Linked DNA regions of Pan troglodytes: region 1 is linked to region 2. The links are chromatin contacts, called in public Hi-C maps. All regions are on one chromosome and are shown on one strand. Each heading gives the region's core, a stretch centred on a gene start, on an enhancer-like site or on the middle of the called end of the contact. The rest is flanking DNA. Distances are from core to core; before and after follow the strand shown.

Region 1 (5,022 bases), core at 1,198-3,697, 280 kb after region 2:
TTAACGTATACCTAAAATTATTTTTAAAGGACAAAATTCTTGCTATACCCTGTAAATATTCTTGGCATTCCCACTGAAATGTGATAGGTACTGTAACACCTAACCTTGTCTAAATATACATACTTTTTGAGATGTGGAATCTTACAAGATAGCGTTTCAAAACTGAGTTTGAGTCATAAGTAAAACATGAAAATCAAATAAATATGCACAATAAGATTGGCTGCAAAGAGGAAGCTGGGTTCAAAAGAAGTTGTCACATCTGCTATATTCCTTCTCTTTCTTAATTTTGGCACTGGACCCCCTGCAATATAAATATATTTGAAAAATATCACAATTCTTCTGTTAATTTAAACAACTGCTGAAAACAGACATACCCTTCAACAGAGCCTAAGATGCAAATTTACAAGGCCAGGGGTATAGTCTTTAAAAAGGCAAAGAAAAACTCAGTAACAGAAAACCATGCCTAGGCTCAATATTAACTCAGTTAACTTTTGCTATTATAAGTATAAATGGTTTAACTAGAAAATATTTATAGCTTTTTCAAAACATTACATATTGCAGAAAATTGCCTAATAGCATCCATGTGTATGTTTAACTCACACTGCTTAATTATACAATAAAGGTATATCTAGTAAAAACTACAGACTTTGAAACATGTTGTGCACCATGGTTATGAAACTCTGGCTTACAAAAAATATATAAACCGCTTACTATGTGACCGACACTTGTTAATTAAAAATATAATCCTTAAATGACAATTATTTTTATTCTTCTGTATGTGTTTACTTATCCTATTTCCTACTTTGTTCTACTTAATTTAAAATAACATTTAATTTGGGGATAGTTTATCCCAGAAAAAAAAAGTGTTACACAGTTTATACTCCACGATTTAAATATAAACACAAAATCTTAGACATCTCCAGCAATATAAACCCCTTATCTGAGACAGTTAATTTGAACAGTTGATGTTTCTTTCATTATACTTTGATAAACCTGTGAAAACAAAATGCTACAGTAATTACTGTTACTACTCCCTTTAAAAATGTAAAGTAGTTAAATTTTCCTAGACAACAAGCAAGGACAAGTTACAGAGAACTTGAATAAAAGTAGCAACGTGGTCATGTTGAATGTCAATCTAAAAAAAGAGGTTGTCTAATCTGGAGACTGCTCTCTCTCGCCTTTTTAAATTCCAAGAGTGGGCTGACACAAAACTTCATCACCAGAGATTTTTTTTTTCTTTTTTTTCTTTTTCTTTTTTTTTTTTTTTTTTTTTTGAGCTTCACATCAGATTTAAACTCTCACATACAAAACCTTGGCTTCCCTGACAAGGCAGATCTTCTAAACTCAATGTGAGAAAACGTTATCTAACTCTAGTGTAGGAGTCTAATGCTGGTAAAAAGAATTCCATTGCACAGTTCTTGGTAGCAAGACAGCCTCTGGACGACTTAATATTCCTTTAATACATTTTTGGGTAGCATTCTCCTCATAAAGAAGGATACATTAAAAAAAAATAACTTGTTTCGCGACTCGGCATCCATAAGGAACTCAAATGCTGCCCAGAGAGGGGCTGAGTATTTCCTTCCAAGTGAGCCTTCGCTTGCACAACAAAGATTAGCATTTGCAATGGTCCATTTCTGCATAAGTGAACATATAGCCTTGCTGCTTGATCGAAGAGTCCAGGGTTCTCCGTGTAGCAGCTCCTGACAACCACCCAGCAGCAGTTCTGTTTGATCTCTCCTGCTTCCTTAATTTGGGTTGTCAAGGTTCAGCAGTTGGAGGCTGTTTACTTTACTTTTCCAAAAAAAAAAAAAAAGTGATTTTTTTTTTCTCCCTCTCTCTCATACAATGACTAATCCAAAGTCTAAGGGGGGTGGGGGATGCAGCCAGTGGCAAGATGTTAAACCTTTTTTTTTCCCTTTGCAGTGAGATTTTAGCTGACACCTTTTGAATGGTAACTAGTTGAGTTCCTTTTTTATATTTTTCTTGCTCTTTAATTGTGAGACGTTTCAAATAGAAAGACAGAGGGGGGAAAAAAAACAGTCCAAATTTCTGAAACTGTGAGCTGAATTTTCTTTTCCTGGACCCAAAGGGATGGGTATTTCCACTTTGAGAATCAAAACTCCAGTGGAATTCTAAAAAAGATTTGATACATTTCTCTCTGGAACAGAAAAATAGCAGGAACTCCTCTTTCTCAATTATGTAGGCTATCCCTGGGTAGAAAACACCTGAAGTCTTACTATTTCTTTAAAAATTCTAGTTTACACATCTCCCTCCAAATTGATTCTTGCTGTGGAAAACGGGGGTGGGGGAAAGGGGATGGAATGGAAAAATTTTGCAGCGATTCTTCAATATATTTTCAGTAGCAGAAAAATTCCTTTAAATATCCTTGAGGTCTTCTCAACTCAGCTATTGTCCAAGCCCTAAACCCTTAAGTCTACGTACAACCAATGGTGAAGTGTAGACGGTTTGAATGTACAGATGCCTTTCAAAGGGAATCCAGAATGCTCCTCCGGCATTCCTGTTTAAAGAGCAGTGACAAAAAAGAAAATGCTAACTTGGAAAATACCTGTGAGCAGACATGAGCGCAATTCCAGCCCCTCAGAAGTGGACTGCATAAGGTCAAATGCAACCAAATGAAATGTTTATATTAATTTCATTATTCTGCCCAAGCCTCACAGATGAGGGCTTGGGGGGTGGGGAGGTAGGGAAGAGGAAGAAATAAGTTTCATTTTGGGTCTTCTGGTAGAGCAAAAAGAAAATGAATTAAGACGAAAGCATAGGATGAGCCCAGACTAAATCAATACACTTTGTAATCAGCCCAGCAAGGGTATTTGGACACAATGACTTGGAAATAATTAATAGTTATAAGAGGGGAGTGGGGTGAGAAGGGGGGCGAGGATGTCACCATATTTTATCGGAGCACTTTACACTCCACGCTAAACTTTGATCTCCAGATTTTCAGATTTAGGAAAGAAAGAGGGGGAAAGGGTGGAGGGGAGGAAGTCCAGTATTTCGAAGCACCTACCGGCCTGAGGATGGGCACATTCCTCGCTCCCGGTGCCTTATCGCTAGGCTCGCGCCACCCCGGCTGGCTCTTTGGGGACGGAGAACCCCTAGTGCCGCCTGGGGCTCTCCGGTATCCCTGGACCCCGCGCCCGCGGCCGCCTCGACTTACCCGCGGAGTCCGGGGAGGGAGTAGGAGCGCCGCCTTCACGCCCGCGGAGGAGGCGCCGGCAGCACCATGGTCCCCGGCGCCGCTGCCGCTGCCCCCGGCCCGCTCGCTCGCTCGCCGCGCGCTCTCTTCCTCTTACAAACTTTCGGGTTCTGCAGTCGACAAGAAACCGGGGCGACCCTCAGCAAGTCTTCCCCGTGCAGGCTGGGGGGAACTGAAGGGGACGGGACGGGTGAGTAGGCCGAGGGGCCAGGACAGAGAGGGCAGCGGGCTCCGAGGACCCGCGAGTGCGCGTGGAGGGAAGAGAGGATGCGGCTCAGGGAATCCCTGCAAAGATCCAGAGACCGGGAAACCGGCCCGAGCCAAAGTCTCAGCACCTTCCCCAGGATCTCACAAAGTTGCAACAACATAAAGGAGGGGGGAGGAATAGGGAGAAGGGGGTGGGATGGGGATACGATCGCGGGCGCAAGGTTTGGAGTTACAACTGTTTATTTAGTCCTTATTCTCACAGGGGGCGGGAGCTGCGCGGGAATGGGGGGCTGCAGGCAGCGATTTCGAAGCAAACACATGGGAGGGGGGCATGCGACTTTGTTTCCGGGCGCGGAGCTCCCCAGAGCCCGTGTGTGTCACTGCCAGTCTCCCGGGACCAAGGCGGAGCTCACAACAGGTGGGGAGGGGGGCTCGTCGAGGGCCAAAAAGAAGAAGGAATCTAAGTTTCCGAGAGCGACGTTGTCTGAAAAAGAGGGAGGCGGGAGGCGGGGGCGAGGGGAGGCGGAGGCAGCAAATGACCGCGACCCCGCGGCAACTGGCAAACTCCTCGGCTCCCGGCGCCGCCGCCACCGCCGTGGTCCCCACTCGAAGCGCACGCCGCCTCGGCTCGCTGGCTCCAGGGAGTCGTCTCGGCGGGACAGGAATAGAGCGCAGGGAGCTCGGGAGGAAGGCTGCGCGCAAGCGAGGGACGGAGAGCCATCGGCCGCCAGGACAGGGCCGGAGGGACGAGGCGACACGCGCGCGACGCAGGACAAATCGGAGCTTGGGAAATCTCCCCGTCCCCCAAGCTTCAGAGGGGGGTAAAATCAGAAAATGTGTGTGATGGTGGGAGAGAGATCCGGGCGCGGCGACTCCTCGCAGCGCATCCGGCTCCCGCACCCACCCGTGGATCTGGCCACGGCTGTTGCGGACTCGTCTCGGGAAAGCGGAGGCCGAGCGCGCGTAGGGGTGCGTGTCTGGCTGGGGGTGCGCAGGTGCGTGTTTGAATTTTCCGGGCTCCGAGGGGGTGGCGGGAGAGCTTCCTCGCCGCTGACTCTCGGGGTAACGCGCGCGTGGCAGCGGGGAAGTTCCCCAATGCGGGGCCCAGGGCCAGGCACCACAGTCAGTCTGCTGGGGCCCGCGGGGCAGCTCAAGGGCACCGAGGGGGCACACACCCGCGGAGAAGGAAGGGGAAAAGTTTGCTCCAAGTCTAAACTTTGGGCCTAGGAGGCGCCCGGCGCGCGCCCCCTCCCGCCGCGGCCAGGACCCGGGACCCCGCACCGGCCCCGCGCCCGGGCGGCCACCGGACGCCAACGCCGGGCATCGAAAGTTGCGCCAGGCGGCCTGGGCTTATTGATTTCTCTCCCCTAGGCGATCGTGGAGAGCGCAGAGAGAGGCGTGAAGGGGCCTACGGGCAGGCGATCTCGCCTCCTCACAGTCGCCACCGCCCCCGCCCCCATTTGACTTATGCAAATAAACCCAAAGGGTGCGGGCGCCGCCGGAGCTCCCTCCACCCGCGCGCCGGCCCGCAGCCCCCACCCATCCCAGAGCTGGGCCTCGACCCGGGGGGGGAGAGGAAGAGAGGGGAGGGCTGGGGGAGA
Region 2 (5,093 bases), core at 29-2,528:
ACTTCCTTTCTCCTCATCCTCTGGGGCCCTCATCAGATCATAGTACCTAACTTTGGAGTCCATTCTAGTAGGGCAAAAACCTAAAATATTATACATTAAGCCACGTGGTGCAGTAAACCCCAGTCGATGCTTGCCCATGAAATTACTTCAGGCTGGCAGCCCCCCACTCACTCCACATCGGCCCATCTCATTTGGAAAAATGACTCTCTCCTACCTTACAGAAAAGGAAAACCCTGGCCGTGGTCATGTGAAAATATTTTATAGGTATCCTTTAACAGCCTTTAAATGTTGAAACCTAAAAACAATATTTGCTGTTTTCCCTTTGAAGCTCTAACAAAGCCTTTGTTTTAGATTCACCTTTAGTGTGCAATAAGAGTTAATAATCAAATCCATCCCAACCCCCACAAATGTTAAACAAAAAGATAAAAGAAATGCAAATAGCTATTGTCATGGAAAGTTAAAGTACCTGTCTGTATTTTTAAGTGAAAACTATTATCTCTATCAATCAAAATTTAAGAATACAATAGCACTAATCACAGAAGGTGCTCTGACGGAGTTACTTTGCCTCAAAAAAAAGTATTTTTCCCCTTAAAAACCAAGTATAAAAGTCATATACTTACAATTAGATAGAGTATTTGTAATTTTGTTATTAAAAACCTTCAGCAGCCTCACTGTTAATAAATGCTTCTAAGTCTCTAGACTGATTTGTACCCAAGAAGACACAAGTCCCTACATATTTTAATAAGGTTGATGAAATTTTATTTAAATTCTCACAGTTTCCAACCTGCGGGGGAACAGCACACTCTTCTGTTGAAAAGAGTTACTCAAACAGAGGCAACAGTTAACTGGTCATGAAAACTCCTTCTTTTAGAGCCTGGACATAATTCCCACACCCTGAAATATCTTCACACAGGACATATCTTCCTTGAATGGTTCACCCTTGTTAATTGTGGCAACTTATTTTTGAAATAACACTCTACCCTCAAAAAGAAAGCAGAATACCCCCATCATACCCCAGAATGATCTAAGTGTACACTACATGAATTTCTCTGAGTCTGTTTTTAAAAATTCACTTTAAAAAAAGACTGGATTAGCCCCTGAATATGGTGCTTTCTAAAGACAGTACAGGAACAAAAAATAGCAAGACCCCAGATAGTAAAACAAACAGCTCAAGATTAAAATTCCTAGAGCAAACAGTTAAGCCAGGATGCCATTATGCACACTGAGCCTGGATGATGTCTCCTCCACCGTGGGGCCAAGAGGCTGTCATTTTCCCCCCAGCAAGATCAGATTTCCTTCCCTCCCGACCGCCTCTCTGAGCATCATGGCCAACATCTCTAGTGTGCTATTAATATCAATGAAGAGACGATTCGATTTCCACAGAAGAAAACCTTTCCTATTCCGGCACAGACCTTCGGGGAGGACCCTGGCCCGGGTATAGACAATACAGCGGCAGAGTTTCTGTTTTCTTACAGTTCAGTCTTAGACACTGTTTGAAGGCTTTTAGCAAACAATGGCAGCATTATCTGCAGGATAGTTACAAAACAGGATTTGTTAGGACAAAGAATAATAAAGCTGCTCTCTCTCTCTCTTTTCTTTTTAATTCCCCCTAGTCCTCACGAGCCTTTCTCTGCGAGTCCAAAATTCAGCCACATTTCCTAAGAGGCACCTGTACTTGTCTATTTCAATGCAGCCAGAAGCTGACGACGGCCCAGGAACCAGGACTGCTTTCAGGAGGCGCTCAGAAGGGCAGCAAAGTACCCTCTCAACATTAGTAAAATGAAACAAAAGTGTCAGCCTTGGCTTCGCACACACTTACCCGTTCATGGTGAGGAGGCAAAGCTTTGGGGCGGGAGAGGCAATTTTCACACAACGGAAGAAAGTTGAGAGTTTGTAAGGGAGAAACTACAGGCGCTTGGAAGCCTGCTGGCTCTCAGGGCTCCCAGGCTGGCGGCAGTGTGAGGAAGGACTGAAGGTATGTGGGCTAAACACAACAAAAGCCACTGCCTTACTCTAGATTAAATATGCAGGAAGAGGCCCCTTTGCATAAACACAAACACTCAGCAAATGAATAACTGGCTCAATCAGACGCCCGCTGTGCCTTCTACCTGTCCTCACTCTGACAGGAGACACTGCCTATTCCAGGGGACACCACTAAACAGGAGATAGTTAAATGTTATGTTGCTATAATAACAATTAAAATGAATTGTATTCATTAGTAATTAAGAACTCACTCGTGGGGCGGGGGGGGAGTGCTATTGTTGTATCTCCAGCTACTCCAAAAAGAACTTGTAGTATACCCATCCCTGGAGTTCTACTATGGGTTGCATTTCAATCTTTAACATTCTACGAGTTTTAAACAATCGGTTTGTTTAGTCACAATTGTCAGATATACATCTCGTTTCTCTGCTTTGTCACATTGTAAGTTGATACTTGTGACTCTGTACCTACAAAGATCTGTTTGATATATGCATATAAAGTGTACATAAAAATATATACACATATACACACATATATATGTGCATATATACTCACACATAATACATTCAAGCATATCCAATTAAAGAGAATAAGCCAAAAAAATGCTACTTAACTATATTCTCTAGTTCACTAATCATTTAAGGAAAATAATTCGAGTTTTCCAAAAATATATCCCAAATGCCTGCCTTTCAAATGTCACCAATCCATGACCACTCATTTAAAAACATTACCCCCATATTAGAAAAGATGCTTTTAACTGAGTGGCCTCAACCACTTATAATTTCAATTAAATAACATAATTACAGTCAACAATTTTCTCCATTTCGGCAGAAAATATGCCATACCTCAACATAATTTGTCCTTACAACCCAGGAATTTAAGCAAGAGGAAAAACATGCCAGTGTTAGGAATTCACTACTGACTTTTCTCAGCTTATGGAATCAACTCACACTGACCTCTTATTCTATGTTCCAGCTACATGTTGCTCTTAGTAACTTAATTATTTTTTAATAACTTTTGCAGTATTAAATGATTTTGATTGAAACATAAATAAGATTATGTTCGTCTACTACTTACTAATGCCATACAGAACTCTGGGGCCAAATCCAGCAGGGCTGTGCTATAGGATGTGTCCATATTATTACTGTATTTGGACTAAAAAGGATAGGTCACAGATCCTTCACAGCCTTCGAGAATGCTGTGATTATCCTAGCCAAGGGAAATAGGGTAGCTTTCTATTTCAAAAGCAATTTTAATTTATTAACACAAAACTGTTTTCTGGCCAAATCATTCTACTGTAAAAGGTGAAGATCACTGAAAAGTTTTAAAATATTTTCACAAACAAATCAACAAACCCAAAACTCATTTCAAACATTATTATGGCATAACATGGAGAAAAGGCAAACAAAATAAAAAGATACCCAAAGACCCAGAGAATAAAACACAGGTTCTCTAAGCGGGGTGCCCACAGAAACTGAAGAGACGCTGATTTTGTCCACCCTTTTGCCTTGAAATGACCTTCCAAATAAGGTGTTAGATAACCCAGGTCCATAGACAATAGTGATCTAACCTTGCTGCAAATAAACCACAAAACAAAATTTAATCAGTATATCACTGTGAGAAAGCCTCTGTCCATCCCCATGGAGCTTCTAATGACTGTTTTGGCAGTTTTGAGGGTAGTTATGCTTCCCAGCTCATCTACATCTTATACTGGTTGAGTAAGCTAATGGAAGTGATGTTAGTGGAATCCAATATTAATGATCTGTATCATGCAAACCTGGATGCAACTGAATATATTATACAATTATAGGTAGTATCTAATTCCATAGGTATTAGATACTGTACCCTAAATTAATATTTTAATGAGGACGGTGAAATAAAGACGACAATCCAGGTAAGGGATCCATGCATTGTGGCCCAGCTAAGCTCCTTGCTGAAAGAGCGCCGGATTCAGGAGCGAACGGCACAGACACAGGGATTGTGACAAAAATCCGTATGCAAGCTTTAGATGCTGAGTGACACATACTGATGCACAGAGTCAAAGATGTCATCCTCACACAAGCGCCACTCGCTGTAAGCTTGAGAGAAAATGCAGGGGGAAAGATGGGGGGGCGTAGTTGCAGTGAGACCTCCAGAAAATAAACAGGGTGTACAGTTTCAAAGGCTGCAGACACAGACATTTCATTGTTCAAGCCAATTATCAGTGGAAAATAATAACAACAGATGGATTCAGAGTCACTGACTTTTCATATGCACTTCATCTCGGCGGAACAGATGATGAAACGCGAGAGCTATCTCAAAAAGGCAAAACATCTTTCAGTAAAAGAACTCTACAGTCCAGATGGGGACCTTCTAAGGCTGCTGATTATCTTCTTATAATGTTGTAAGATAGACCTACTAAAACATTTCAAGAACTGATCAGATACGATGCGTACAATGGCTTCATTATTGGAAGGAGTCGCCTCAGACTTGTGACTAAACCCGGCAGAGATTTCAATAAGGTTAGGACTGTAAGTTTCCTGTTTTCTCATCAGGGACTGCAGGTTCCAACTAAAACTGGAAATCTGTGCACAACAGGAGAATAAACTGTCGCCCAAGGATCCTACATATTTGCTCTTCTCTGATTTGAGCAAAGGAAAAAAATAAATAAACTGGAACTGTAAAAAGGACATTAAATTATTCTGAAGCATTCTACCACAATGTGTGTGTGTGTGTGTGTGTGTGTGTGTGTGTGTGTGTGTGGGTGTGGGTGAGGGGGGGACAGCTCCAAAGCAACTCTTTATTAAAAGCATTTGGTGATAAAATATCACCCCTTACATGCATTAGAACATCTTAAATATCCCTTGCCACTGGTGACTGCAAAATAGAATTTCCTTTTAGTAGGGAATAAATATAAATTTCAATGGTGGTGTAACAGCAATTCTAACAAATGTCAACGAAAACTCACCAACCTACCCTAACCCACTCTCACTCAACTTACTACCAAGTTACGCTTGCTGATAAAACACAAGAGGTTAACCACAACCTGAGGGCTTGCTGTAAGTAATGGAAAAAGTTAAATCTCTAATCAGATAGGCCTCATCCCTACTGGAATACCAATGTATCTGTTCCAT

What was found. Hi-C and Micro-C count contacts between places; a contact is called where the count stands out from the background.
Region 1: a contact with region 2 is called in a Hi-C map of stem cell-derived neural progenitor cells, with 3 times the contacts expected there. The contact joins the promoter of LOC134809482 here to the enhancer-like site in region 2. A contact is called at or near these places in 2 of 7 Hi-C or Micro-C datasets (blood and stem cell-derived neural progenitor cells) and 1 of 1 datasets of contacts at active chromatin or transcription factors (stem cell-derived excitatory neurons).

Annotation. Positions count from the first base shown.
Region 1 is chr2:75,572,220-75,577,241 of NHGRI_mPanTro3-v2.0_pri, forward strand. It overlaps LOC134809482, which reads left to right and starts at 2,448. Exons shown (of 4, transcript XM_063806304.1): 1 at 2,448-2,568; 2 at 2,863-3,404. The coding sequence starts at 2,448. The region is part of intron 1 of FOXP1 (forkhead box P1); the gene reads right to left.
Region 2 is chr2:75,298,018-75,303,110 of NHGRI_mPanTro3-v2.0_pri, forward strand. All of the region lies in intron 3 of FOXP1 (forkhead box P1), which reads right to left. LOC104005616 (a long non-coding RNA gene) reads left to right here. Exons shown (of 6, transcript XR_008547286.1): 5 at 1,614-1,828. Among named protein-coding and RNA genes, the nearest start is that of MIR1284, 240 kb to the right of the region's middle. Within about 2 kb of position 1,279, at least 13 of the 24 cell types and tissues checked have an H3K27ac peak or open chromatin away from gene starts, as enhancers often do. A contact at or near this core is called in stem cell-derived neural progenitor cells, where this site is marked.